3 separate regions of the Mus musculus genome follow, and regions 2 and 3 are each linked to region 1. The links are chromatin contacts, called in public promoter capture Hi-C maps. All regions are on one chromosome and are shown on one strand. Each heading gives the region's core, a stretch centred on a gene start, on an enhancer-like site or on the middle of the called end of the contact. The rest is flanking DNA. Distances are from core to core; before and after follow the strand shown. Region 1 holds the start of Fbxo27 (F-box protein 27). Region 2 has its middle 19 kb from the start of Ifnl2. Region 3 holds the start of Gmfg (glia maturation factor, gamma).

Region 1 (4,338 bases), core at 1,200-3,699:
TGCATGGCAGAGGGACTTCGTCCTCAGCTAGCTGATAATAAAACCTCTTGCAGTTTGCATCAGGTGTGGTTTTCTCTCAGGATGTTGGGGTGTTGGCCAGCTCATCCCGGGACTTGAGCAGAGGCCCAGCATTGGGGGTCTTACATGGCCAGGTCCACAGACAGGCATAGGTCAAATTTGGTCACTTTAGAAAAAGCCATAGTGTAATTTAGGGTTGTGAGTTAATGTCAGTTGGCCTAGAGGCTGTGGTTAACCACAGGGGCAAGCAGCTAATTGGTTAGTCAATCCAGGAAGCTCCAATAAAGACTCTGTACAGAGAACGGACACTCTTACAGACATCTGGATACAGGCAGCCTGACTCCATGGAGCACTCACTGGCTTTGAGCTCACCTATGACATCCTTTTGCTTCAGCATCCCAAGTGCTGGGATTACAAGTGTGTGCCGTGGGCCCCAGTGCTTACTAACGGGCTTTTCCTGTGCCCAGACTCACCAGTCAGAGACAGCAATCTCCACACCACCACTGTCCAGCAGCTCTGGCCACAGACCCTTCTCCACCAGGTCCACGACCTGCTTCTTGCGACACCAGCTAGGAAGGTGAGACAGCGGTTGGCTGGTCCGTGAGAACCCGCAGGTCTTTCTTCAAGGTCTCTGACCCAGGGTGAGGGGGGGACGGGGGGGGGGGAACGGGGGACGACGACGACACGGGGGGGGCGGGGAACACGGGGGGGGGGGGCGGGGAGGGTTTTCACCTGAAGGAAGTCACGAAGCAGGTCTGTGAAGGGGCCCCAGGTACAGGTTTCCTGTTCTTCTCCACCACCCATCCATCCCCACCGTGCCGCACCATCCATTTGCGCAGGCCTTCTGTAGAGAAAAAAACAGTAGAGGCAATCGCAGTACCAGGGACGCAAAGGCTTTAGGAATGTGGTCGAATTGAAGCTGCGCCGCCCCTCCTCCACCCCTCAGGTTTGAAAAGAATCGGAAACCTGAGCAGGCAGGAAGGACGGCTCAGTGGGAAAACTTTAGCCTAATTAATCATCAGACTTCACGCAGAAATACAAGGAGAGAACTGTGGATACAAAGTTGGCCGCTGAGCACCTACCACCTGTACGCGAGACTTGAGCCTTTTAACAACACACCAAAATAATTTTAAAAAATTAAAAGTTTATGTCTGCAGACTATGTATATATGCCCTCTCTCCAGAGGCCAGAAGAAAGGGTGGTCTCCCTGAGACTTGAGTTACAGATGGTTGTGAGTCTCCACTTGAGTGTTTGGAACTGAGCTTAGGTCCTTTGGAGGAGCAGCTCTTAGCCGCTGAGCTATCTTTCCAACCCGCAAAAACAAAAAGCAAAACAACAACAAAAACAAAATATACTAACAAAATTTAAAAATTTGTAACTGCTCTTCTAGAGGACCTGGGGTCAGTTCCCAGCTCCCAAGCCATGAGGCTTAGTCTCCTGAAACTCCAGGCGCAGGGACGAAAATAAATTGTTAAAATGTAAAAGCCAATGAAACAAAAGATATTTATGTGTTGATTTTAATTGCTCTTGGTGCCTCTCTGTGCATCCTGTCTCTCAGATAGAAGATATGCTGTTTGGTCCCCTCTACCGCTCTCTTATGTAGGTCAGGTGATTCCAGCTACTCTAACTGGGTCAAGTGTGACCCCACTTCTAGCCCCTCCCTCTGCTACATCTGTAGACCTGCCTCTTGGTTTAACTCTAGGCCCCGCCCATTTCATACCTTGTGACTCCGCCCTATCCTCTCACTGGTTTCCTTCTGGTCTCACAGCCTACAAATATCCCGTGACCCCGCCCTTAATACCTTCCGGGGGATTCCTTCTTGGCTCTGTCCATTAGCATTCTTGGGGCCCCGCCCTTTGTGCTACAGTTCTCTCTTGGTCCCGCCCCTAGGCTTCCTCTAGGCCCCGCCTTCTCAGCGCCTCACCTTGGCCACAGGGGTTGCTGATGAGGTTGCGTCCTAGCGGTCTCAGTGCGCAGAATTGGCCCAGCGGGCAGGGCGTGTCTTCGTGGGCAGGGGGCAGACAGCGGCGGGCTAGTGTCAGCAGGGCGCGGCCCGCTGCGCTGTGGTCACGGGCCAGCAGCAGCAACCATAGGGCCTGGCCATCTACCAGGGCGCGCCAGGCGCGGCACACTCGGCGGCAGTGCATCAGCAGCGTGCGCGGGGGCACGTGGCTCAGTACCAGCAGGAGCAGCTCCGGGGGCAGACGGCTCAGGTCCAGGACCTCCTGGGGGTCGGGCTCCGGCGTCGGGACCCGGGTCCTGGATATCCAGGCACCCATGGTCCCCGCGCCCCGCTTGGCTGGGACTGCAGGAGAAGAGGGGTTAGATGTTAGTGATTAGCAGCCTCTGCTGCCAGGCTTTGCAGCCGTCCACCCCGAGACTAACATCCCCGAAGCCATCCACTGTCTCCCACGTCCCTTACCGCCTCTCTGTCCCCAAAGCCTACCCTCCTCCCAGCCCGCTGGTGCTCACCGGCACCCCTGCCAGCTCCCCTTCGCGGCCTGGAGGACCGCATAGCTATAGCTTTGCCTAATACTATCCTTCCCAGGCGAAACCTCTCTGAGATTCGCCGAATGTCCAGCCCTGTGGATCCAGACCCCACCTCCTTCCGGCTTAGGACTGGTGGACAGTTTAGGAATCCACCTGAGGACACAGATTAGGCCAGGGCTCTGGCACAGTCCTAGCGGTTCAGCAACCAATCCAACACTTGGAGTGACCCTAAATCCGCAGTGGACGCCTGGCATCTGGTAACAACTATTATTTCGGGTAGGCATCCAAGTGGAAGGCTCCACCCCTAAACGCCTTGTGCAGTCCGTGACCTTAATCCCAGACAATCATCCAGTCATCCGCGATTTACAAGAAAAAGCAGGCTCTAGAGGACAACAATGACCCCGCTAATCGAAAGCATCAGCTGAAGCTTACAGTTTCGAACTTCGGCAACTTAGCACATTTTAAAAAGAGATTTATCTTATGTATGTGAGTACACTGTAGCTGTACAGATGGTTGTGAGCCTTTATGTGGTTGTCCGGAACTGAACTTTTAGAACTTCTGCTTGCCCCGGTCAGCCTTGCTTGCTCTGGTAGGTTCTGCTCGATCTGATCGACCTGCTGAGTCTCTGCTTGCTCCAACCCAAAGATTTATTATTATACATAAGTATACTGTAGCTGTCTTCAGACACACCATAAGAGGGCATCGGATCTCATTCTGGATGGTTGTGAGCCACCATGTGGTTGCTGGGATTTGAACTCAGGACCTTTGAAATGAGCCATCTCGTCAGCTCCCCGAACATCTTAACACAGAAAAGGAACCGAGGCTCTTAGAGGCCGTGACCTTCCTAAGTGACTAGTAGTGTTAGTGAGTGGGTCTAGCTCCAGATTTTTTTTTTTTTTTTTTTGACAGGGTCTCACTTTGTAGGGCTGGCTAGCCTGGAACTCACTGTGTACGCAAACTGAGAGACCTGCCTGCCTCTGCCTCCTGAGTGCTGGGACTAAAGACATGTATTACTATGACCAGCTCTGTCGGGCAGTGGTGGCGCATGCCTTTAATCCCAGCACTTGGGAGGCAGAGGCAGGTGGATTTATGAGTTTGAGGCCAACCCGGTCTCCAGAGTGAATTCCAGGACAGCCAGGGCTAAAAGAGAAACCCTGTCTCGAAAAAAAAAAAATAGTTTTATGTGTATGGAGGTTTGCCCGCATTTATGTCTCCACCATGTTTGTGCCTGGTATCTGGGGAGGTCAGAGGAGGTATTTTCAGGATTCCCTGGAACTGGAGTTACATGTGGTCGAGAGCACCTGTGATGCTAGTTAAACCCAGGTCCTTTGGGGAAATTGGCCATCTATCTCTCCAGCCCTACTTTTCAACTGAGACTCAGGTAGAGCCCATGCTGTCCTTGAACTCACTAAGTAGCCAAGCATGACACTGATCTTCTACCTCTGGAGAACTGGAATTGCAGGCAAGTGTCACCATACCCTGTTTATCTTTTATTTTAACCTGTGTAAGACTCCGGGGAGCCCCTGAGTGAACCACGTGGAGCTGGGATCGATGCAAAAAGCAAGAGGAATTTATTGTTCCAGTGCACTGGGATTGTCCCAGACCCGAAGGAGAGGTGGTGACCCCCAGCATCCATTCAAGGAGTTTTTATATGGTTTCCAGGGGCAGAGCATCAGCAACTAGGCACAATATGACTGGCAGAACAGTGCACCCTTTAAACTGATTGGTCTTTAGCGAATGAGGTAACAAGGACATCCCTTGTCTGAAGGTGGGCAGTAGTCCGTCCTGCGGAATGTGTCCCTACCTGCAGGTCGGTTCCTGCCCCGTGGT
Region 2 (4,225 bases), core at 1,497-3,996, 200 kb after region 1:
CACCCACATGACAACTCTTACAACTGTCTGTAACTCCAATTCCAGGGCTTATGACACTCTTACACAGATATACATGCAGGCAAAACACCAATGGATATAGAATAAAAATAAATTATTTTTTTAAGTGGGGGATTATCAGGTTCAATGGCACATGAGTTTTGTCCTAGCACTACAGAGGTTGACGTAGGTGAATCTCTGAGCTTGAAACCAGCCTGACACACATAGTTAATTCCAAGTCAATCAGAGCTATGCAGTGAGACCCTGACTCCAAAGTAAATACATAAATAAGGAAGTGGAGGATGTCTTAGTTAGGGTTCCCATTGCTGAGAAGAGACACCATGACCAAGGCAACCCTTTTTTAAAAAAATATTATTTATTTATTTATTTATTTATTATGTATTTATTATTTATACGAGTATACTGTAGCTGTTTTCAGACACCCCAGAAGAGGGCATCAGATCCCATTACAGATGGTTGTGAGCCACCATGTGGTTGCTGGGAATTGAAGTCAGGACCTTTCAGAAGAGCAGTCAGTGTTCTTAACCACTGAGCCATCTCTCCAGCCCTGAAGGCAACTCTTAAAGGGACAACATTTAACTGGGGCTGGCTTACAGGTTCAGAGGTTCAGTCTATTATTATCACAGTAGGGAGCATGGCTGTGTCTCGGCAGATGCGGTGCTGGAGAAGGAGCTGAGAGTTCTGCATCTTGACCGAAGGCAACCAGGAGAGACTGGCACCCTTAGGCAGCTAAAAGGAAGCTCTCTCCCACAATGGGTGGAGCCCGAGCATAGGAGGATACCTCCAAAGCCCACCCCCCACAGTGACGCACTTCCTCCAACAAGGCCACGCCTCCTAACGGTACCATTCCCTATAGGCCAAAGACTTTCAAACCACCACAGGGGATAAGGAAATTGACTGAGTAGGTAAGAATGCTTACTGAGAAAGCACTAGGATCTGAATCCAGATTCCCAGGATCCACCTAAAAGACAAAGAACGTCAATGCTGGCTTGGGTGTAGGGTAATAAAGACAGGCAACAGTAGCTTGCTGGATACCAGCCGAGCACATCAACACTCTGGGTCCAATGACCCTGTGTCAAAGAAATAAGGCACAGACTGAGAGCAGAGGACACTTAGTGCCTTCCTTTGGATTCCAATGATCGTGCACATGTGTCCAGGCACCTGCACATATGTCACACATACATCATACATACATAAACATAAACATAAACCAACAAGAAAATCAGGAAGGAAGTTTCTGCTACACTCAAATTTTAATTAGGAGTAAAAGCACCTATATTAAGCAATCATTATGTGCTAAGCACGACTTTAGGCCTGGGAATTTAACATGGACCTACTTGGTGTGGGTCCCTTGCAGCCCACAGTCTAGTGGGGGAGGGGTGGATAGACAAGAAGACACACACAGTAAAACGTGTGTCCGGTTGGGCCTAGTAAGAAACAATGCTGGTCTCCGGGATGTGTTTGTTCTCCAGGAGCGTGCTGCTGGGAAGCAAGCTTCCCTGTGCATTAAGCTGTTCCTAAGAGGCTGTTTCTCTTTCCATTTCTTTGCCCTGTTGTGATACCGCCAAGGGGATCTGCAACAGAGGCCAAACACATAGCACGCCCGAATGTTGGCCTTTTAGCCTTTAGGAATATAGGCAAAGTAAACCTTTTTTCTTTATCAAGTACCCAGTCTTCAGCTTTGTGTTATAGCCACAGGAGACTGGCTGACATAGAGGGTACAGACCATGTGCTTTTTGTGTGTCTATACGGCATGTACCAATAGCTAAATGGATCTAAGTACACGCGGGGCACAGGGGCCACCTGCTCTGCTAAACAGAAGAAGGTAATATAATGCATTATTAAGAAACACCAAGGGGGTACACAGAGAAGGCCGGTCTCAAAACAAAACAAACAAACAAACAAAACAAAACAAAATCAAACAAGCAAAAGAGAAAGAAAGAAAAAGAGCCAGGCATGGTGGCACACGCCTTTAATCCCAGCACTTGGGAGGCAGAAGCAGGCAGATTTCTGAGTTCGAGGCCAGCCTGGTCTACAAAGTGAGTTCCCGGACAGCCAGGGCAACACAGAGAAACCCTGTCTCGGATAAAAAAAAAAAAAAAAAAGAAAAGAAAAGAAAAGAAAAAAGAAAAAGAACCTGATGGGATATCAGAGCGCCACCACCAGGGCAAAGTTCTCCTAGTCAACTGGTAACACAAAAGGATCCCTAGATGCCCACAGGCAAGGCAGGTGGGAGGGCGCCTAGAGCAGGGTGCCGCTAACTGTGTGAAGTTCAGGAGGACCTCGGCAGGAGCCTCCAGCAGCGCACGGGCAGCGCACGGGCAGCTTGAGGCAGCTGGGTGGGAAGAAGGCTTCTTTAGTCTCCCGACCGCACCCCCATGCCACGGCCCTCCACCTCAGCATATGTCCCCTCGGAGTTGGGACAGGACCTAAAAACAATCACTAGGCTAGCTTCACAGAGACATCTAGAGACACTCTAGCCAGCTAAGCGTGTGGCGTCAGGGACATGGCCAAGACAGCTGCCCCTTCTTCATCTCAGTGTATCCCTGTCCTGCCACCTAAAGAAACCAGAGGGCCAGAATCCTTACTGCTTGACCGGCCACCTTCGTTACTGCCAGTGTCCCTGTAGCACCCTCTACTGGCCAGGTTGGCCAAGTTTCTACTCTACAAAGAATAATACAGAGAGGGGGCGGGGTGTCTTTTAATAGGTGTGGACTCAACCAATCATCGATTGAAAATACCAAGAGGCGATGGACAGTATTGGCTCGTGCTTTCAATCCCAGCACTCGGGAGGCATAGGCAGCGAGTGAGGCCAACCTGATCTATAGAATGAGATCTGGAACAGCCGGCCAGGACTACACTGAGTAAACAAAGGGGGGGGGGGAGGGAGAGGGAGAAAGAAGGGGAGGAAGGGAGGGAGAGAGAATTCAGAGAAGCAAGGATTCTGAGCCATGATAGCAGAATGGATCAGTAATTCCAGCACACAGAAGTTAGGAAGGTAATGAAATAAGGAATAAGACCTCTCAAAGGAGGAAGAGGCCTGGGGAGATGGGTCAGCCAGCAAAGTGCTTGCTGAATAAGGGTTAGACCCTCAACACCGGCATAAAAAAGCTAGGGAAGAGAAGAAGATAAACTGGGGCTTGCTGGCCAGCCAACCTAGCCTACTTGTTTAATAGCAGTCCAGCGAGGAACTCTTGCTAAAAAAGGAAAAGAAGAGAAGAGAAGAGAAGAGAAGAGAAGAGAAGAGAAGAGAAGAGAAGAGAAGAGAAGGACAGAAACCAAGGTTTCATGAACACACACACTAAATAAATAAATGAATATCTAGGGCCAACAAGATGGCTCAACAGGTAAAAGTAATAAATTACCATACAAGCCTGATGGAACCAAGAAGTATCACATTGAAAACCCACACATTGGGCTGGTGAGATGGCTCAGTGGGTAAGGGCACCCGACTGCTCTTCTGAAGGTCAGGAGTTCAAATCCCAGCAACCACATGGTGGCTCACAACCATCCGTAACGAGATCTGACTCCCTCTTCTGGAGTGTCTGAGGACAGCTACAGTGTACTTACATATAATAAAATAAATAAATAAATCTTAAAAAAAAAAATCACCCATTTCTACATTAAAAAAAAAAAAAAAAAGAAAACCCACACATTTGCCCTCCACAGGGATAACCTGTTGCACTCTGATGACACCCATTTTTCCTCTTGGAAGTCCAGGGCCCTGGCATCTGGGAAGTAGTTCTGCAGTCCTGTGACCTCAACTCAACCAATGTGAAGGAGTTCTGTAGAGTCATGTGACCTCAGGGCACTCAATCACACACATCACAACAGATCAGGTTGTGTGTGTGTGTGGGGGGGGGGTGTCTCTGCAGTGATGCTGAACCTCTGTAATCCCAGAGATTAAGAGGGTGAAGCAGGAGGATCAGGCGTTCTATGATACCCAAGGAAAAACCCTGTCTCAAACAAACTCTAAGCAGGGCATGGTGGGAGTGCCTGAATTACCCGGCAAGCATTTGGAAATTGGAGGCAGGAATACTAGGAGTTCAAGGTCCTCCTCAGCTACATGGTGGATTTGAGGCTAGTCTAGGCTATATGAGATCCTAACTCAGAATGCCAGTGTGTGTGTGTGTGTGTGTGTGTGTCTGTCTGTCTGTCTGTCTGTCTATGTATGTACCTGTGTGTCTGTGTGGTGTGGATCTGTGTT
Region 3 (4,327 bases), core at 1,640-4,139, 250 kb after region 1:
TTAAAGGTGCATGCTACCACCACCTGTCCTTAAATTTTTTAAAATGCTCTCCTGATTTGTCTACCCCTTAAAAAATTATTGGTATAAGAGGTGAAAAGATGTCTCAGTTTTTAGAAGCCCTTGCTGCTCTTGCAGAGGACCTAGGATCCATTCCCAAGCCCCACGTGGTAGCTTAGTACTCCAGTCACAGGAGATCTATGATGTCTTCTGACCTATGCAGGCACCAGGCACGTATGTGGTAGCTTAGTACTCCAGTCACAGGAGATCTATGATGTCTTCTGACCTATGCAGGCACCAGGCACGTATGTGGTACATAGTCATAGCTGCAGGCAAAATACTCACGGACATAAAACAAATAAATGGCTCTTTAACATACTAGTGAAAATTCTGCAATAAAATAATATTATATCAACAAAAGTTTCTAGACTATGACTTCTTGGCTTCAAACACAGAGATCTTGAGCCCATAAAGAGAACTAGAGCCCAACAGTCCCCCAGTTTATAGGTCTGTCACCCCCTACCCATATTCCCCCACTCTACCCCTTCCCCCCATATACCTGGGCTGTCTCTCTGGCAATTCCAACTTAAGTTCTTCTGGGGAGATGTTCTGAGGCAGAGAGAAAGAGACAGGGAACAAACAAATGACTGTCATTTGGTTTATTAAATGATCACTTAAAAACATGCAGAGACATTTTGCTAAGAAGAAGTGCATGTGGACTCATTGAGATTTCTCAGAACCCTTATGGGAAGGTCTTATTATGCCCACTTTGACAGCTACAGAAACTGAGGTCCGGCAGTGTCAAGGGACTTGCCCCACATTGCACAAGATAGTAAATGCCAGAGTTCCGATTTGAATCTGCATTCCCATGGTAACCGCTTTAGTATACTTCCTTTTAGGGGGCCTAAGGGAGCTTAGCTCTTCCTGGTCAATACCCTTCTCTGCCAAACAGACTTAGCTCCAGCAGGAAGGAAGGAAGGCTGTTGCAGACGGCAAAGCCACAGTGGGAGGTTTATCCAGTTATATAGGGTTGCTAGTGGCTTTGGGCTACCTTATCTAAAATGAAAACTTTTTTTTTTTTTTTTAAGCTCTAGGACCTGGCTCTACAGGCAAGAGCTCTGTACAGTTGTCCTCCCAACCTTTTCTTTTTATTTAACTCCTGTGCTGGCTAGTTTGTGTCAACTTGACACAAGCTATAGTCATTCAAGGGGAGAGAACCGCTATTGAGAAATTGCCTCCATTAGATCAGATTTAGGTCAAGTCTATAGGGCACTTTTTTTTTTTTTTTTTTTTTTTTTTTGGTTTTTTTGAGACAGGGTTTCTCTGTATAGCCCTGGCTGTCCTGGAACTCACTCTGTAGACCAGGCTGGCCTCGAACTCAGAAATCCGCCTGCCTCTGCCTCCCGAGTGCTGGGATTAAAGGCATGCGCCACCACGCCCGGCTTATAGGGCACTTTCTTTAGTGATATAGGAACATAGCTCCATTGTGGGTATACCACTCCTGGGCTGGTGGCCCCGGGTACTATAAGAAAATAGTTTGACCACGCCACGAGAGGCCTGTGAGCAGCACTCTTCCATGGCCTCTGCATCAGCTCCTGCCTCCAGGTGCCAGTCACGTTTGAGTTCCTGCCCTGACTTTCCTCAGTGGATTGTGATTCAGGCTATGTAAGCCAAATAAACCCTTCTCTTCCTAACTTGCTTTTGGTCGTAGTGGTTCATCACAGCAATAGTGACCCTAACTGAAGCACCTGGCTTTTTTTTGCCCTCGAACTCACTCTGTAGACCAGGCTGGCCTCAAGCACACAGAGAAATCTGCCTGCTTCTATCTCTTGCATTGGGGTATTAAAAGTCAGTGCCACCACACCCAGCCTTATTTGGCTTTTTGATACAGGGTCTTGTGTAGTCCAGGCTAGCCTCCAACTTAACACTGTAGCCAAGAATGACCTTGAATCCTGGTCCCTCTCTCTGCACCCTTAGAGTGCCAGCATTAGAAAAGCATGTGTCACGGTGCCCTGTTTATGAGGTAGCTGATCCAACCCTGGCGCACCCTCCCAACTTTGTCCCCAGACATCTTCCTGTATTTGGAATGTCCAGAATCCCAGCCCCTCACCTGGAGTTCATCCTCCAGCACCACCATCTGCCGGTCTTTGTCCACTTTCACTGGGGAGGGATAGAACACAGATTACAGACCCCTCGCCATTCCAGGGGACACCAGCCCAGACTTCCCTGCCTTGCTGTTCCCCCCCCCCCGACAGCCCCCCCCCCCGTGCCACCCTTGAGAGGGCAGAGGTCACTGACTTATGATGGCGGCATTGTTGGTCTCTTTTCGGAAACGAAATTTCCTCAATGTTTCCTTTAGCTCCGGGTCCACTTCACACACCACCAGGGAGTCCGACTGCCAATGGGACAGGGAAGAGCTGAGCCGGCTTAGCTTCTAACCTGGCCCCTTTCCTGACCCAAGTATCTTCGTAAGTCAATGAAGACGCTGAAACTAGCCTAGATGAGTGGCCTTTGGCAAACACCTGGATAGGGAGGCAGTTACTAAGACACACAGTTCAGCTCCGAGGGACACACAGGGGCCAGGTACCACCTTCCTGGAGGATTCCCTTGGATTACTCCAAAAGACCTAAGCATCTGCTTGCCTGAGGCCTCTACCTCTACGACCAAGCTTTGTCAAGACTGGGTCCCTTCCCTTCCTGCCTGTGACCTTCATCCCCCATCTGACCTCCATCCAGGTCACCCTGAACTCGGCCCCCTCACCCTTCCTTGTCACCCAGGCCCTCTGACCATGTTTTTCTGTCCTTAGGCCTCTTCTCAGTTCCTCTGTCTTCTAGGGGTGGGGACCCCAGGCTGAGAGGGATGGGCTATGAAAGGGGGAAGCTTTCCTCTAACACCACATCCTGTTTATGCCTAGCCTAGGACAACTGTCACAAAGGGCTCCTCCCCTTCCTTCCTTCCCTGCATCTGTCAGAACCTGTGAGGCTTTTCAGTCACTAAGATGGGGGTTCGAATACTGCCTCACTGTGGCCCTAGTTAAATTTGCAACTCTGGTCTGGGATTGCTGTGAAGAGAAAAAAACTTCACCTATCTCCCAGATAGAGATGCCTAAAAAGAGGAAATAAGTCTGGTACTGTGGAAAACACGTTTATTCTTTATTTTCTTGTTTTTTCAAGACAGGGTCTCTCTGTATAGGTCCTCTCTTATAGACCAGGCTGGCGTTGAACTCAAAGATCAGCCCGTCTCTGTCTCCCAAGTGCTGGGATTAAAGTTTGCTGTCACCCACTGCTAAATTCAACCATTCTACTAACTCCATTCTCCCAGGTCCCACTGCCTCTAGAGCAGTGACAGGCTACATAGAGAAACCCTGTCTCAAAAATTAATAAATGCTACCATGAAAATGGTGGCCTATTGTTGGAGTGATGTTTTTGTATACTGTGTCAAGATGTGTCTCTGTCCTTCCTTGCCTACCTCAGGTGTCCTCTGATAGGTTAAAATAAAAAGCCTATGGCCTATAGCAAAAGGCAGAAGAGCAAGGTGGGACTTCTGGACAGAGAAAGCAACTCTGGAAAAGAATCAATCGTGGTAGACATGGAGGAAATGGACTGTATGAAACCGAGGAGAGGTAACAAGTCACATAGCAGAACTTAGATTAGTATAAATGGAATAATTGAGTTACAAGCTATTTGGGAACACGCCTAGCTTAAGGCCAAAGCTATTAAATAAATATAATGGTCTCTGTGTTATTTGGGAGCAAGGGTAGGCATAGAAAAGGCCCAAACAGTTACAGCTTATTATATGTATATATATATGTGTGTGTAATACATGTGTGTGTAATAAGTATGTATATGTAATAAGTATATATATGTAATATGTATGTTTATATATACATCTATATACTATTATATATGTGTATATAATATAATTATAAATATATAACTAAATATATTTAATTAAATCTATACAATTCAAATATAATTTTTTTTTAATTTTTAAATTTTTAAAATTTATTTTATTTATGTGAGTATACTGTAGCTGTCTTCAAACACACCAGAAGAGGGCATCAGATCTTATTATAGGTGGCTGTGAGCCACCATGTGGTTGCTGGGAATTGAACTCAGGACCTCTGAAAGAGCAGTCAGTGCTCTTAACTGCTGAGCCATCTCTCCAGCCCCCAATTTAAATATAATTGCAATGTTTATTAATTATATAACATAATACATAATATACATTGATAGATATAGATATCTTCCAGCAGTCAGGATTGCCAAGTCTGAGGCCAACCTAGGTGACAACAGTGAACTCCAGAAGAGCCAGTGTTACACAGAGACAC

The links. Promoter capture Hi-C pulls out the DNA fragments that hold promoters and counts their contacts. Capture Hi-C pulls out chosen DNA fragments and counts their contacts.
Region 2: a contact with region 1 is called in a promoter capture Hi-C map of epiblast stem cells, with 4 times the contacts expected there. The contact joins the enhancer-like site here to the promoter of Fbxo27 in region 1. A contact is called at or near these places in 7 of 39 promoter capture datasets (the 3T3-L1 cell line, the C10 cell line, the HPC-7 cell line and 4 more), 1 of 115 datasets of contacts at active chromatin or transcription factors (forebrain) and 2 of 9 other capture datasets (embryonic stem cells and pancreatic islet).
Region 3: a contact with region 1 is called in a promoter capture Hi-C map of adipose tissue. The contact joins the promoter of Gmfg here to the promoter of Fbxo27 in region 1. A contact is called at or near these places in 4 of 39 promoter capture datasets (cranial neural crest, embryonic stem cells and neural stem cells), 1 of 15 datasets of contacts at CTCF or cohesin (the NIH/3T3 cell line), 2 of 484 Hi-C or Micro-C datasets (bone marrow-derived macrophages and embryonic stem cells), 17 of 115 datasets of contacts at active chromatin or transcription factors (the SCID.adh cell line, bone marrow-derived macrophages, effector CD8 T cells and 9 more) and 4 of 9 other capture datasets (adipose tissue, embryonic stem cells, liver and 1 more).

The regions. Positions count from the first base shown.
Region 1 is chr7:28,691,255-28,695,592 of GRCm38.p6, reverse strand. It overlaps Fbxo27 (F-box protein 27), which reads right to left and starts at 2,449. Exons shown (of 5, transcript NM_001163702.1): 1 at 1,943-2,449; 2 at 751-862; 3 at 492-587. The coding sequence starts at 2,297.
Region 2 is chr7:28,489,097-28,493,321 of GRCm38.p6, reverse strand. No RefSeq gene overlaps it. Among named protein-coding and RNA genes, the nearest start is that of Ifnl2, 19 kb to the left of the region's middle. Within about 2 kb of position 2,746, at least 27 of the 459 cell types and tissues checked have an H3K27ac peak or open chromatin away from gene starts, as enhancers often do. A contact at or near this core is called in embryonic stem cells and epiblast stem cells, where this site is marked.
Region 3 is chr7:28,439,499-28,443,825 of GRCm38.p6, reverse strand. Gmfg (glia maturation factor, gamma) reads right to left here and starts at 2,889. Exons shown (of 7, transcript NM_001039192.2): 1 at 2,785-2,889; 2 at 2,296-2,392; 3 at 2,108-2,157; 4 at 557-606. The coding sequence starts at 2,787.